2 separate regions of the Mus musculus genome follow, and region 2 is linked to region 1. A link is a contact called in public Hi-C data. All regions are on one chromosome and are shown on one strand. The core of a region is the stretch at or near the end of the contact, and the rest is flanking DNA. Distances in the headings are between cores, read along the strand shown.

Region 1 (6,576 bases), core at 1,007-3,506:
AAGGGCAGCCAACACACAATAAATGCTCCTAAAATGATCCCTAGGGTCTTGGTGGCTTTGCGCTCCCTAGCGGCCATGAGTTTCTTCTTTTCCAGCAGGGCGTCTGAGACTCGCACTTTGACTTGGTTCACGTACACAGGAGACCCGGACTCACTGGGCACGTCCGGAGCCCGGGAGTTAATGGAGGTGACCGAGGATGTGGATCCCGGGGAGTCTGTTATCAACTGGGCTCGGGTCAAGCGCTTGCCGGTCTTGTTGGGTGTCTGTTTCAAAATCCGAGAGCGGGCTTCCACATAGATGCGGCCATAGAGGGCGATGAGGAGCAGGGTGGGTAAATAGAAAGCGCCCACCGTGGAGTAGACCGTGTAGAGGACGTGGTCGGTGTTCACAAAGCAGTCCAGCATCTCCTCCTCTGCTTTGGCTTGACGCCAGAAGAAGGGTGGCAACGAAATAGAGATGGAGAAGACCCACACCAGCACGATCATGATGGCCGCCCTTTTGGGAGTCCTTTTAGCAGAATACTCCACCGCATCGGTGATGGCCCAGTAGCGGTCCAGGGCGATGACACAGAGATGCATGATGGAAGCAGTGCAACAGGTGATATCCGACGACAGCCAGAAGTCGCAGACCACCTGGCCTAGTGTCCAGCGTCCAGTGACCGTGTACATGGTGCTGATGGGCATCACCAGGATGGACACGAGCAGGTCAGTGACTGCCAGAGAGGCGATCAGGTAGTTAGCCGGGGTGTGTAGCTTCCGGGTCCGATACACCGTAGCGATTACAAAGGCGTTGGAGAGCGTGGTGGCCAAGGTGATGAGCGCCAACAAAGCAACCAGCAGGACTTTCCAGGGCAGGGCGATGGAGTCCTGGTAAATGTAGCCGTCGGCGCTGCAGTTGTGGGAGAGGTTGGTGAGAGGTACCCCTGTCTGGGAGGCGGCGGGAGGCGGCGGGGCGCACTGAATACCCTGCTCCTCCATAGCTCTCCTCGTCCTGGCTGCGGAGCGCAGCTCTTGAACATGGAGCGGACCAGGGAAAGAACAGAGGACGGGAGGATCATGGAGACTATAGGCTTGTCTCCTTTGGCTAGCCAGTTCCGTGGGCTCCTCAGTAACTCCTCCGCCTGTGTTCTCAGCCCAAAGGAGAGGTCACAGGCGCGGCCACCAAGCCTGCGGGCGCGTCCCCTGCACTTCCAGTGCGCCAGGCGCTGCTGCCGCGTCTGCTAGCTCCTCTCCACTCCCCGTCTTCGCCCGGGTGAATAAAGCACTGGCCCACCCAGTCCAGCTTCTCTCAGGTTCCCTGGAGGCAAACAGTGGAGAAGGACTAAGTATCGCTTGTAGAGGGGTCTCGGGGTCTAGTGGGACCTCTTACCCCAATTGCTCAGGTCTCAGCTTCTCCTAACCCGGGCGCTCCGGAATCTGCAGACTCCGCCCGAAGGAGTTTGCTGGCTGTGCAGACCGAAGCTTGCAGGCCAGTGCAGAGTCCTGGGCTTGCATCCCCACCCCATGCCCCCTACAAGCCCGGAGCTCCGCCACTTTCTTTGGCCGCCGCCTGACTTGGGGATTGTGAAGTCTGCGAGCCAGCCGCGCGGCGCCAGCAGCCTGGGCGCCGCACTCCCTCCCTTTTCACACGCTGGCCACACCAGCGAGCTGCCCCGTGGAGACCCGGCCACCAGAGGGGAGACTCTGGGGCCCGAGCTGCGGCAGTTCGAGCCGCCCTGCAGCTGTCACCACCTCCAGGGTTCCAGCAGCGCCGCTGGGAGCCATGCCGCGGGGCACAAGGGGCTGGGGCACCTGGAGCCGCACACCGGGAGGGGGCAGGTGTCTGGGGGAGCGGGAGGAAGTCGGTGTGCGCCAGCCCGGGAGCGGGGTGTGAGCCTCAGAGCCGGTGGGGCTCCTTTTATATTATCTGGGTCCAGCCTGGTCCGGCTGTGCAACTCGTGCAGTGCGGCGAGAGCAGACGGCGGCTGCAAAGCACCTTCCCTTCTGCTCTTTCCCCCCTCCCTCCCTCTCTCCCTCCCTCCCTCCCTCCTTCTTTTCCTCCCGCCCAGATCCAGTCCCTGCTACAGAATCTCCCGCAGGGTCCTACCGCCCTCTCTCGCAGTTTTCTTCACCTTGTCCCTTCTCCCGACCCTGAAACTTGGAGTCGCCTTTCAAGCAGGGAATGGGTAATGGGACGTCCTGTTCTAGCCTCTGAGAGCTTTGAGTCTTTGCGCTCCGCAGTCAACCCACGTCTTTAGTCGCTGCCACAGACTTAGTGCGGGCGTCCGGGTCTAGGCTTCCGCCTACCACCACCTCCCTCTTTCCTGGTGGTTGGTGGTAGGTGGAGCAAGCGCCAATATCTGAACTCTCCCTTCTGGAATCTAACCCCACACCGAGGGCCACACCCAGTTTAGGAGGCGCCAGGGATGCTTCCTTAGAAGGAAGCAGCCAATATGTGCATGCTATACTTCATGCCTGGGGCTTTGAGACATCTTTGACTCTTAGTACATTAAAAACACAATTTCCCAATCTACATTTAGAAATTTGTGCTTGTCATTCAATCCTCCCCTTTAACTTTGTGAGTCAACGGGAGAGAAGCTGTCTGCAAGATGTAAAACAGTGTCATAAAGAGAAGCCTACTGTATGCGAAATTAAACCTTCCACCCCATCCTCCCGCCCCAGTGGCTCCGCAGCTCAGCGCCCGACTTTTCAGTAAGAAGTTCTTCCACTCAGCCCTCCCAGAAAAGGAAAAATAAAGGGGTCTCTGAGCCATCACAACTACAGTCACCACTGTCTCCTTTGCCCTAGGCAAAAGGTTAGCAATTCTGCCATAGGGGGCAGTAAGCATAGCAGCTGGGTCCCCAAACCCGGAGCAGATTCCCTAGCCTTGGTTTCGCCTCCAATCTGAACAGAAACAAATACAGGGTCTACTTAGGAATCAAAAGCAAAGTAAATGGCAATGTATTCTCCCCGTGTTAAGGACTAAGGTTCCCACTAGAATTCCCGCGAGCCTAAGTGTGTGTTTGATATGTTGAATGGATCTAGTAAGAGTCACATTATAATTGAAATCATCAGTTTCTCTGCAAGTGTTTTTTTTTTTTTTTTTTACACCTCAAATCGTTCCATCCCAGAGCTCAGCCAGGATCATCTGCTCTATTGGCCATCCAGTTTTAAGGGTGGAGCAATTTCAGACCTTTACAAGAGACTGAAGGTGACAAAGTCCCAAACCAAATTCCCTGAGTTCTTGCCCCTCTAAGCCAGCAAGGCAGACAAAAATTAGAAAGCATAACTGATGCTGAGTGTTTTCCTCTGCATTAGGAATATGGAGACAAACGGGGCAAATTCAGATCCAGTTTTACAGCAGTTATATTTTAGGAGAGGCAAAGACAGTTGCTTACAGTCAACTAAATCAGTATACTTTCATTTGGCAGCTAGTGTCCTAAAAAAAAAAATCTTCCAAGCTTTGGAAGGGGGCTTTTTAACTAAGGTTTAAGGTTTAAGCTGTGTTGCAGTAGATGCCGCGAGGATAAAAACACCACCTTTTTTCCTCTTTTCCTTTTCCTAAGATCAGAGACTTCAGCATATTAAGCATTTTTTTCCACCACATTTTAAGGTGCCCCATCCTCCAGTCTTCAACTCGATCTACCTACATGAGGTGCCTTCATTATCTTACTAACTAGCTCAGCACCAGTTAAAAGCTATTGAAAACGGACTGGAAGCTGGCAATGTTGAGCCACTAGGTGGGGGCGTTGACCAGGATGGAGCAAGAGTGTGGTTGAGGGGCAAGAAAGCCGGGTGGATGCCAGGAAACTATTTTCCTGCTACTATACTATCATTAGTATCATTCGGGAGCTAGGGAAGATTGAGGGGCGTGTTCAAGAGGCGGAAGGAGGGAGAATATTAACAACTATGGACAGCCTTCTTATTTCTGTTTCCGAAGCAGGAGACTGAGAAACCGCCTTGGTGTTGGGAGAGAAACAGACACCTGTGGCATTCCCATGCATTGCAGCTGATCTGAAGTCCCACACCCTCAGCAGGTTCTACTACTTGCAGGCAGATTTTGATTTTACCTTCTGGTTAGAGCTCTGTGAATATGCCGCTGCAGCACAGAAGGGATTTAGGCGGAGCTCAGTGAAGCACCACAGTTCATTAAGCTAGTTTCTGAATTTCACTCGTAGCTTCCCAGACTTGAAGCATATGAAAAGCAGCTGTTTGCTCAACAGTGCATATTTGTCAAACAAGAAGCTTACCCATTGCTGCTGGGTACCAATTCCTGATGTTTGTTTGGTTGGTTGGTTTGCTGTTGTTGTTGTTGTTGTTGTTGTTGTTGTTGTTGTTGTTGTTGTTGTTGTTCCAAAGTTCCAGGTCTTTCAAGGGCACCTTCTCTCAAGGGCTTCTGTTCAAGAGAACAGTAAAACTTCCTTGTGTAGAAAAAGGTCTGATTTGATGGCAGGACCAGACCAGATAGTGACTGAGTCATTAGTATTGGGATATGAACCACCCTCAAGGGGACTTTCCTAAGCCAGGAGGCTGTGAGGCTCCCTTGGGGAAATTGCAGGTACAGTCTGGGAGGGTTTGATCATGGTCTTATCACTTTCCTGGAAACCAGAAGAAACATGACATAGAACTCATAAAAAATTCACTGTCCAGCACAGTCCTTATCATCCAGTGAAAATCTCATTGAAAAGTGTCCAAGCCACTGGTCCTAATCACAGAATGTGGGAACTGAATAGACACTTCTTTTTCAGGTCTAAGGCCAATGTTGGCTGTTTTTACTGCCATGTTTTTTTTTGTTTGTTTGTTTTCGTTTTTGTTTTCCCCACATTTATTCTTATTAGATATTTTCTTCATTTATACTTCAAATGCTATCCCGAAAGTCCCCTATACCCTCCCCCTGCCCTGCTCTCCTACCCACTCACTCCCACTTCTTGGCCCTGGTGTTCCCCTGTGCTGGGGCATATAAAGTTTGCTAGACCAAGGGGCCTCTCTTCCCAATGATGGCCGACTAGGCCATCTTCTGCTACATATGCATCTAGAGACAAGAGTTCTGGGGGTGCTGGTTAATTCATATTGTTGTTTCACCTATAGGGTTGCAGACCCCTTCAGCTCTTGGGTACTTTCTCTAGCTCCTACATTGGGGGCCCCTGTGTTCCATCCTATAGATGACTGTGAGCATCCACTTCTGTATTTGCCAGGCACTGGCAAAGTCTCACAAGAGACAGCTATATCAGGGTCCCTTCAGCAAAATCTTGCTGACTGCCATGGTTTTTAATTCCCACAGGTAAAATCGTCATCGAAGACTCCAGCACTGAACAACCCTTTCCTGTGTAGCGATAACCCATAGCCAGGCTCCTCTCAAACAGCCTCACTATCTCTGAAAGTTGGTTGGTATCACTGAAAATGCAAGATCTTCCAAGGGCCTTGGCTCTTTCTATCCTGTGTCTTCCATAAGGGAACTTTGGGAGGGTTTGGATAAGTGGACACAGGTAATTCTTACAAATTCTGGGTGCTCCAGGATCCTTTTCCACATTCATTGGTGTCCATAGTAGACTAGAGAGATGATATGTGTGTCATAATACTTTTATGCTGTCTAATTTCTTAAGAAATTTTAATATTCACTAAAGAAGATAAGCAGTTCGTTACTAGTCTGGTGTAAATTAGTTCCTAAGGAGGACTGATTCTGCTGTGTTTCTATGTATGGTGAACAAGTCATGTTAATATGAGGAGGGAAAACAGTCTCAAAATTAGAACATAATATATATACATTATATAATATATATATTATATAATATCTATTTTTCATTGTCTAAGACATGTCTTTTTAACAATAGACACTGTCTTAGTGTTCTTTTGCTGTGAAGAGGCACCATGGCCATGGAAACTGATACAAAAAGAAAGTACTTCATTGGTGCTTCATTGCAGCTTCGGAAGTTTAGTCTATTATCATCATGGTGGAGAGCATGGCAGGGTGCAGGTAGCCATGATAGCTGAGAGTTCTAGATCCAGATCCAAAGGCAGCAGAAATAGGCCTGGCTTGGACCCTTGAAACTTCAAAGCCCACCTCAGAGACACACTTCCTCCAACAAGACCACACCTTCTCCAACAATGCCATACCCTTTAATCCTTTCATATGTTGCCACTCCCAGATGACTAAGCATTTGGATACAGGAGCCCATGAGGGGCATTCTTATTCAAACCATCACAGACACTTTAAACAGATACCAGCAACAAATATATTAATATCGGTTCAAAGCTAACTCAGTTCAAAGCAGCTAACTTCCAAGTAAGTGAAAAATCACATGTTCCATGGCAAAAGACTTTAGTCTTAAAGGAAATTTTTAGCTCAGAGATACCACTAAGTGTCACTAGTATACACTGCCTGGATGATTAGCTCCACCCAGCAGGGACTCTTCCTCATTGGGAAGGGTAGGATTTGTTTGTGATGAAAAGTTTTTGGATGAGAAAGCAATGCCAACTGAGTTCATTAAACATAAAAGAACTCTTAAGGGAGCAGCACTATTTTGAAGCTCTGTTCAGGATGAATTCTGTCTAAAACAAAAGCAAATCAGAGTGCCGCATGATGAAATTGACCATCAAT
Region 2 (6,530 bases), core at 8-2,507, 670 kb after region 1:
CTGCTCAATGTTTGTTTAGTATATTTGGATTAAGATTTAGGGTTCCCTAAAGCATTGTTAAGTAAGAAAACAGTAGTTCATATTCAAAAGGGCACCAACAAATATAAACACACTGGACTGACCTGTTGCATGACAAGAATTCTATAACCTTCACTCTGGTACCAACAAGGCTTCAGACATGTCTATATATGTTACACATAGAAAGCTGCTAAATAAAGATAAACATATTTTTTAAACTGGGCGTGGGTACAGATATATCTTCAATTCCTGTGTTATCCATTTCAATTTAGCAAATAAATTCTATATATTTTCTATGAATGTATTATTAATGTAGTATTATGCTAGCCACTCAGTACTGAAGGGAATATATATATGTGTGTATGTGTGTGTGTGTGTGTGTGTGTGTGTGTGTGTGTGTGTGTGTGTGTGTGTATTACTGTATTACTGTATTACTGTATTACTGTATTACTGAAGAACTTTGAAATCCCTGGGCATTTGAAGGAGTAAGTTGGCAATGGAATACAGTGCCATTGCTGTTGTAATTACAGAAGTGCATGGTGCATGATTCTGGGAGAGTATTTGCGACACACACTTTAGTTTCAGGCCAGCTTCATGAAAGACGAGGAGGAATGTGTGAGCAAACTGAAAAAGGCAGTGTACCCTAGGAAAGAAATAGCATGTACAAAAACCTGGAGGCAGATGAAGGTTCTAGGTGGGGACAGCTGCAGATTTTCTAATTATGTTCATTTCCATGCATTAAGACTCTGACTAAAATCAGCAAACAAAGTAATACAATGCCTAAGGACAGAACTTCATACTGAGCTTGGTGACTCATGCCTCCAAACTCAGCACTAAGTGCGCCTAGGCAGAAGGAAAGTTCTGATCTCATGTCTAGACATGACTACACAGAGATCTATGAAAGTCTGGAATACAGTTTAAGAATTTGTTTAAAGCCCACCCCCAATAAAAAAATCACCTAAAAATAGAGATGGCATGATCATATTTCAGACCTGGAGGTGTTCATTCTTTAGGAATGCCGTGAAGTATATCATTTAGGAATGCAGAGAAATTAGGCAGATAAATATATTTTATCCACTAAAGAATGAATTATGTGCAGATGGACTCAGTTTTTTCCCATATGTAATAGATTATTTGACAATAATTTTGGTAGATATGTTCCAAAGCAGGTGGAAAGCAGAGTGACTATCTCTCTTGTGAGAGAGTATTCGTAGAAGACAGGACCAGAGTCAGTGGATAAGTGAAACCACTGTGAGAAGTCTTCTGAACTGGCATCTGTGAAGATGGGAAGGTAGACTGTGTGATTAATACTAGAAGCAGTAGTAAGAACCAAGAGTGAGGCAAGCCTGTTTTAAATCTAGGCTTCTTAAATGTTTTCTTCTTACAGCATGGATGATCTTTGCCAACCAAAATGTAAGGTCCAGAAAGAAAGACTGATTTCTTCATCTTCACTGAACCCTGCACAGAACTTTGCTAGATTCTTATGAAAATGTGAAGATCGCTCAACTCAAGGGAGAGCAAGGCCATATTTGGAAAGCCTGTATGCCTTGTTTACATCCCTTTGAACTTGTGCAATTCAATGAAGCCATTCTGAGAAAAGCTTAGAAAGAATGCATATGAAAAGAAAATCAGTTGTCAGAAATAAAAAGCATAGATTTCTTGGTTTATGATCACAACTGAGAACAATGCAGAATAAGAAATTATAGGCTACTTTTCTGATATGCATCATCATGTATTTTGATGCTTCTAAAAAATCCCATATAAATTTTGGGTTCCACGCATCTCTCTCTCTCTCTCTCTCTCTCTCTCTCTCTCTCTCTCTCTCTCTCTCCCTCTCTCTCTCTCTCTCATAATACATCCTGACTGCAGTTTTCCCTGCCTTTAACTACTCCTCTAGATCAACTCCTCCTCCATTTCCCTTAAAGAAGAAAGAAGGAAGAGTGAGAGGCAGGCAGGTAGGCAGACAGACAGACAGACAGACAGAATAGGCCTCCCAGAGATATCAATAGACCATGCCATAACAAATTACAATTAGTTTAGGCACAAATCCTCATACCGAGGATGGATAAGACAACCCAGTAGGAGAAAAAATCTCAAACATAGGCAAAAGAGTCAGAGAAACCACCCACAACACCACCATAACAAAACCATAGCATATATGCATATGACCTAGCTCATAACCATAAAGTCCACAATTGTCTCCAGTCTCTGTGAGTCCCTGTGAACTCTACTTAGTTGACTTGGTGGGCCTTGTTCTCCTGGCATCTTTGACACCTCTGGCTCCTTGACTCTTTCCTCTTCTTTGGGATTATCTTGGCACCACCTAGTGTTTTGCTGTGGGTCTTTGCATCTGCTCCTATCAGCTGCTGGAAAATGTCTTTCTGGTACAATTGGGCTAGACACTGATCTATGGCACTCACTCACTGACTTATTTTTATGTGCAAGCATTTTGTTGTTGTTATTGTTTGTTTGTTTTTAGATGCAAATTATATCACATGTTTTCCAGCATAATCAGTGTTTACTTAAGAACAGAATCCATAAGCAATATGAATTAATGTGGTTATATTTAATTTGATAGTACTATATTTGCATTGAACTCTCACTTCCTAGAGAAGTTTTTGAGGATTTGTTACCAAGAGCAGACATTCGAGGATTTGTTGTGAAGAGCAACCTAGGATGTCACACAGAGGAGGTGATACAAGAGAAGATGTTTAAAATGAGCACATTCATCTACCAAAAAGATCAATGTTGTTTTTCATATTCTTATTTACTAATTTATTTTTGTGGATCTCGATATCAAGCCCATGGCATTATATATTTTTTTGTTTTCTTTTGTTTTGTTTTGTTTTGTTTTTTTTTTTTTTTTTTTTTTTTTTTTTTTTTTTTTCGAGACAGGGTTTCTCTGTATAGCCCTGGCTGTCCTGGAACTCACTTTGTAGATCAGGCTGGCCTCAAACTCAGAAATCTGCCTGCTTCTGCCTCCCGAGTGCTGGGATTAAAGGTGTGCATCACCACGCCTGGCTGCATTATACATTTTAAGCATGTCTTCAGTCATGCTAAGTACACACTCAACTACTTAGCTGCAGTCTCAGATTTGTTCTGCACACCTAAAGTGAAACTCTCCAAATCCTGTGATGTAATTGGTACCCAAACTCTAGGATCATCATAATGTTCTGTTCTTTTCCTTTCAGATGGCAACAAAATTACATAATCCTACATAGCTATCCCTGCAGACTTGGCTCCAGGAAAGCCTAGATCCTATCAAATCATCACTAAATATTATCAATCACAATAACCATCAATACCTAGGTTATGAAAAGGAAAATTGTTATGTACTATCAATGGAAATAGAAATGATACATTCATTATGGAAAATGACATAGAGATTCTGTCAAAACACTAATAAACAGAACTACCTTAAGATTCTACAATGCCAGTGCTGAGTATATAATAAAGGAAGACACAGTTGTAACAAAACCATGCATATATGTATATGCATACACACACATATATATATGCATGGTTTTGTATATTATATATGTTTTTATATATGCATACATATATATAGTGTGTATATGTGTGTATGTGTACATACATTATATATGTGTGTAGATAGATAGATAGATAGAGATATATATAATCTCCAATAAAAGAATGAAATCTTTTTTTGAATAGAATTAGAGATCAATATATTAAGGTTAAATATACTGGACACAAGAAAACAAACACTACATGTTCTTTCTTTGTGCAAGCTAATAAGTCAGTCTCATGGAAGAACACAGTGAGCGATGCATTCCTCCATTACTGCGTGACTGAGATATGCAGGAAGAAAGGGGGCAGAAATAAACTCAGTAAGGCTCACCAAAACACTTCATGGATGAAGCTCCATGACAATACTTGTCTAGTATGAGCGTGAATGCTAGAGATCCCAAATTCCATCTCCAGCACCAAAGTAAGTACACCCCCAAAGACGATAGTCCACTGATGGAACACGGTCAAAAGAGTGACCCATGGTAAACAGTGCCTTGGGGAACTCTGAGAGAACTTCCGGGAAGAAAGCCAGAGGACCTTTTATATCAGGTGCATTTTGTTCCCGGGATTGTTTTTGGTTGTGGTTTTGTGCCTCCTGTGACATTTACATTAAATTTATAAGACATGATTATTCTTGTTGGATGTCAGAACATACCTAATAGAACCCAATCTTATCAATGTATCAAAAAATTTTATCTCCATGTTTGATGTCAAAACGCTCTTCAGATCTCCATCTTATTTACCCTTGGTTGATGGCAACATACTTCTCTTTCTTAGGCTGGTTCCACTCCCTATCAACAGCTTTCCTTGGTAGGTATCCCACAGATCTGGCATTGCTAACTACGAAGGATCTCCCAGACAAATCAAACTTTCCCTTCATAACTTCACATGATGGGACACTGTGATTGGATACCCCTGCCACACACCTGACCCCAGTGGTCATGGAGGGAGATTATTTAGCTCCTTTCTTCTATCCTTGACTCTAAGGCTAGAACCACATAGACAAAGATTCAAGTATTACTGCGTTCTGGGACTGGAACATGGAACACTCAATCAATTACATCTTCACCAGCTTTCTGTTTTCAACAGTTTCCTTCACTGCCTTCCCTTGACTGTCTTGGAACTACTCTATAGACCAGGTCGTGGCCTACATGCCTCTTTCTCCTGAGTTTGGGTATTAAAGATGTGAACCACCACACCTGTACCTAAGCTTTTCTTTAATTCCTTTTCCCACCATAGAAGCTTAGTGGGGTGGGATTTTCTCCTGAGGTCACCACTTTCATTACTCCTTTTTAAAAGCTGTTTAGCTCCTTATGCATAGGACTTAGCTCCATTCTACTTTTTGGTGCCCCCTTTCTCCCCAGTCTGTACATTTTGTATTTTTCCTTGTTCAGCTTGCTCCATTTCATCAGGATGCTCTTCATTGGAGTGAACCACATGGCAGAGATTATACTAGGTTGTTTTGAGATTTCCTTTACCACTGTAATTCATCTAAATCTCTGTTTCAGTTTTAGGCAGACTCTTCAGACAATGAGAAAAAGCAGTCACATTCTTCACCAAATAACATAGGAACAATCTCTGGGCAACATACTAAAATTCCTTCTTTAGCTAGGCCTTTATAATTCAAATCACCCTCTCTACCTCTGTCTTCCATGTTCCTACTAGTATGTCCCATTAAGCCCTACTTAAAGCATTCCACTGTCTTCCTAATCAAATACACATTCCTCCAAACAAAAGCATGATCATGCCTATTATAGCAATACCCCAGTCACTGGTATCAATTTCTGTCTTAGTTAGGGTTTCATTGCCATGAAGGGACACAATGACCCTCCAAGGCAGTGTTTCTAATGGAAAACCATTTAAGTTTCAGGGTTTAGTCCATTTTCATCATGGTGTAAAGCATGGCAGGGTGAAGAAAGGCATGATGTTAGAAGAACCAAATTTACACATCTTAATCTGCAAGCAACAGAAGGAGACTCTGTGTCACACTGAGTATAGCTTGAGCATGGGCAACGTCAACATACACACACACAGTGACACACTTATTCCAACAAGGTCTTACCTACTCCAACAAGGCTAAGCTTAGTAGTGCCATAACCTGTGAGCCAAGCATTCAAATACATGAGTTTACTATGGAGGTCATACATATTCAAACTACCACATGCTGTGAACCTTTAATACAGTTCCTCATGTTGTGGTGATCCTCAACTGTAACATTATTTTCATTGATACTTCATAACTGTAATCTAGCTACTGTTTTGAATTGTAATGTAAATATCTGATATACAAGTTACCTGTTTTGAGATATCCTTTGCCAATGCAATTAACCTAGATCTCTTCATTTTAGCCTTAGTCAGACTCTTGACTCTTCAGACAATAGCAAAAAGCAACCACACCCTTCACCAAAAATATCACAAGGACAATCACAAAGCAACATACTACAATTCTTCTCTGCAATCTGGTAAGTCAGTCACCTATAGTTCAAATCACTATCTACAACTGTCTTTCATGCTTCTACTAGTAGGGCCAAGTAATCCCCACTTAAAGCATTAATGTAAACAATATTATCAGGAGTTTTCCTTTATGTTAGTATAGTTTTTCTTGTGTAAGATAAATTTATCTATACTCTTAAAATAACTTTCTGTGACACCTAGGAAATATTAGCTAGCTCTCAGTATTTTAACTAAGATGCATGAATACTGCATTTGGGTCTGAAGGTTTTGGTTTGGGATATTTTCAGAAGAAATTCGTGTTTGTTTGTTTTTTTTCCATTTTAGAATTTCCTAGTGACCTCTATTATTTAATATAGCCATTTTATTTTCATATTATAAAAGCTTTCATTTCCTAAAGGAAGCCATATTGATAATCTGTTTTACTGATTTTTCTGTTTTACAAGTGTGTTTACCAATAGCAAACGATCTCAAATAATACAGCATTATAATAAGTTTTGTATATAATTATCATTATTGTCCAGATTCTTC

Evidence for each region. Hi-C and Micro-C count contacts between places; a contact is called where the count stands out from the background.
Region 2: a contact with region 1 is called in a Hi-C map of tail fibroblasts, with 4 times the contacts expected there. The contact joins the enhancer-like site here to the promoter of Htr1b in region 1. A contact is called at or near these places in 2 of 39 promoter capture datasets (the C10 cell line and pre-B cells), 1 of 15 datasets of contacts at CTCF or cohesin (large pre-B cells), 1 of 484 Hi-C or Micro-C datasets (tail fibroblasts), 1 of 115 datasets of contacts at active chromatin or transcription factors (embryonic fibroblasts) and 1 of 9 other capture datasets (adipose tissue).

What each region holds. Positions count from the first base shown.
Region 1 is chr9:81,631,576-81,638,151 of GRCm38.p6, forward strand. Htr1b (5-hydroxytryptamine (serotonin) receptor 1B) reads right to left here and starts at 2,257. Exons shown (of 2, transcript NM_010482.2): 1 at 2,111-2,257; 2 at 1-1,296. The coding sequence starts at 977. It overlaps D430036J16Rik (RIKEN cDNA D430036J16 gene), which reads left to right and starts at 355. Exons shown (of 3, transcript NR_040395.1): 1 at 355-704.
Region 2 is chr9:82,305,619-82,312,148 of GRCm38.p6, forward strand. No RefSeq gene overlaps it. Among named protein-coding and RNA genes, the nearest start is that of Gm35548, 49 kb to the left of the region's middle. Within about 2 kb of position 1,258, at least 10 of the 459 cell types and tissues checked have an H3K27ac peak or open chromatin away from gene starts, as enhancers often do. A contact at or near this core is called in tail fibroblasts, where this site is marked.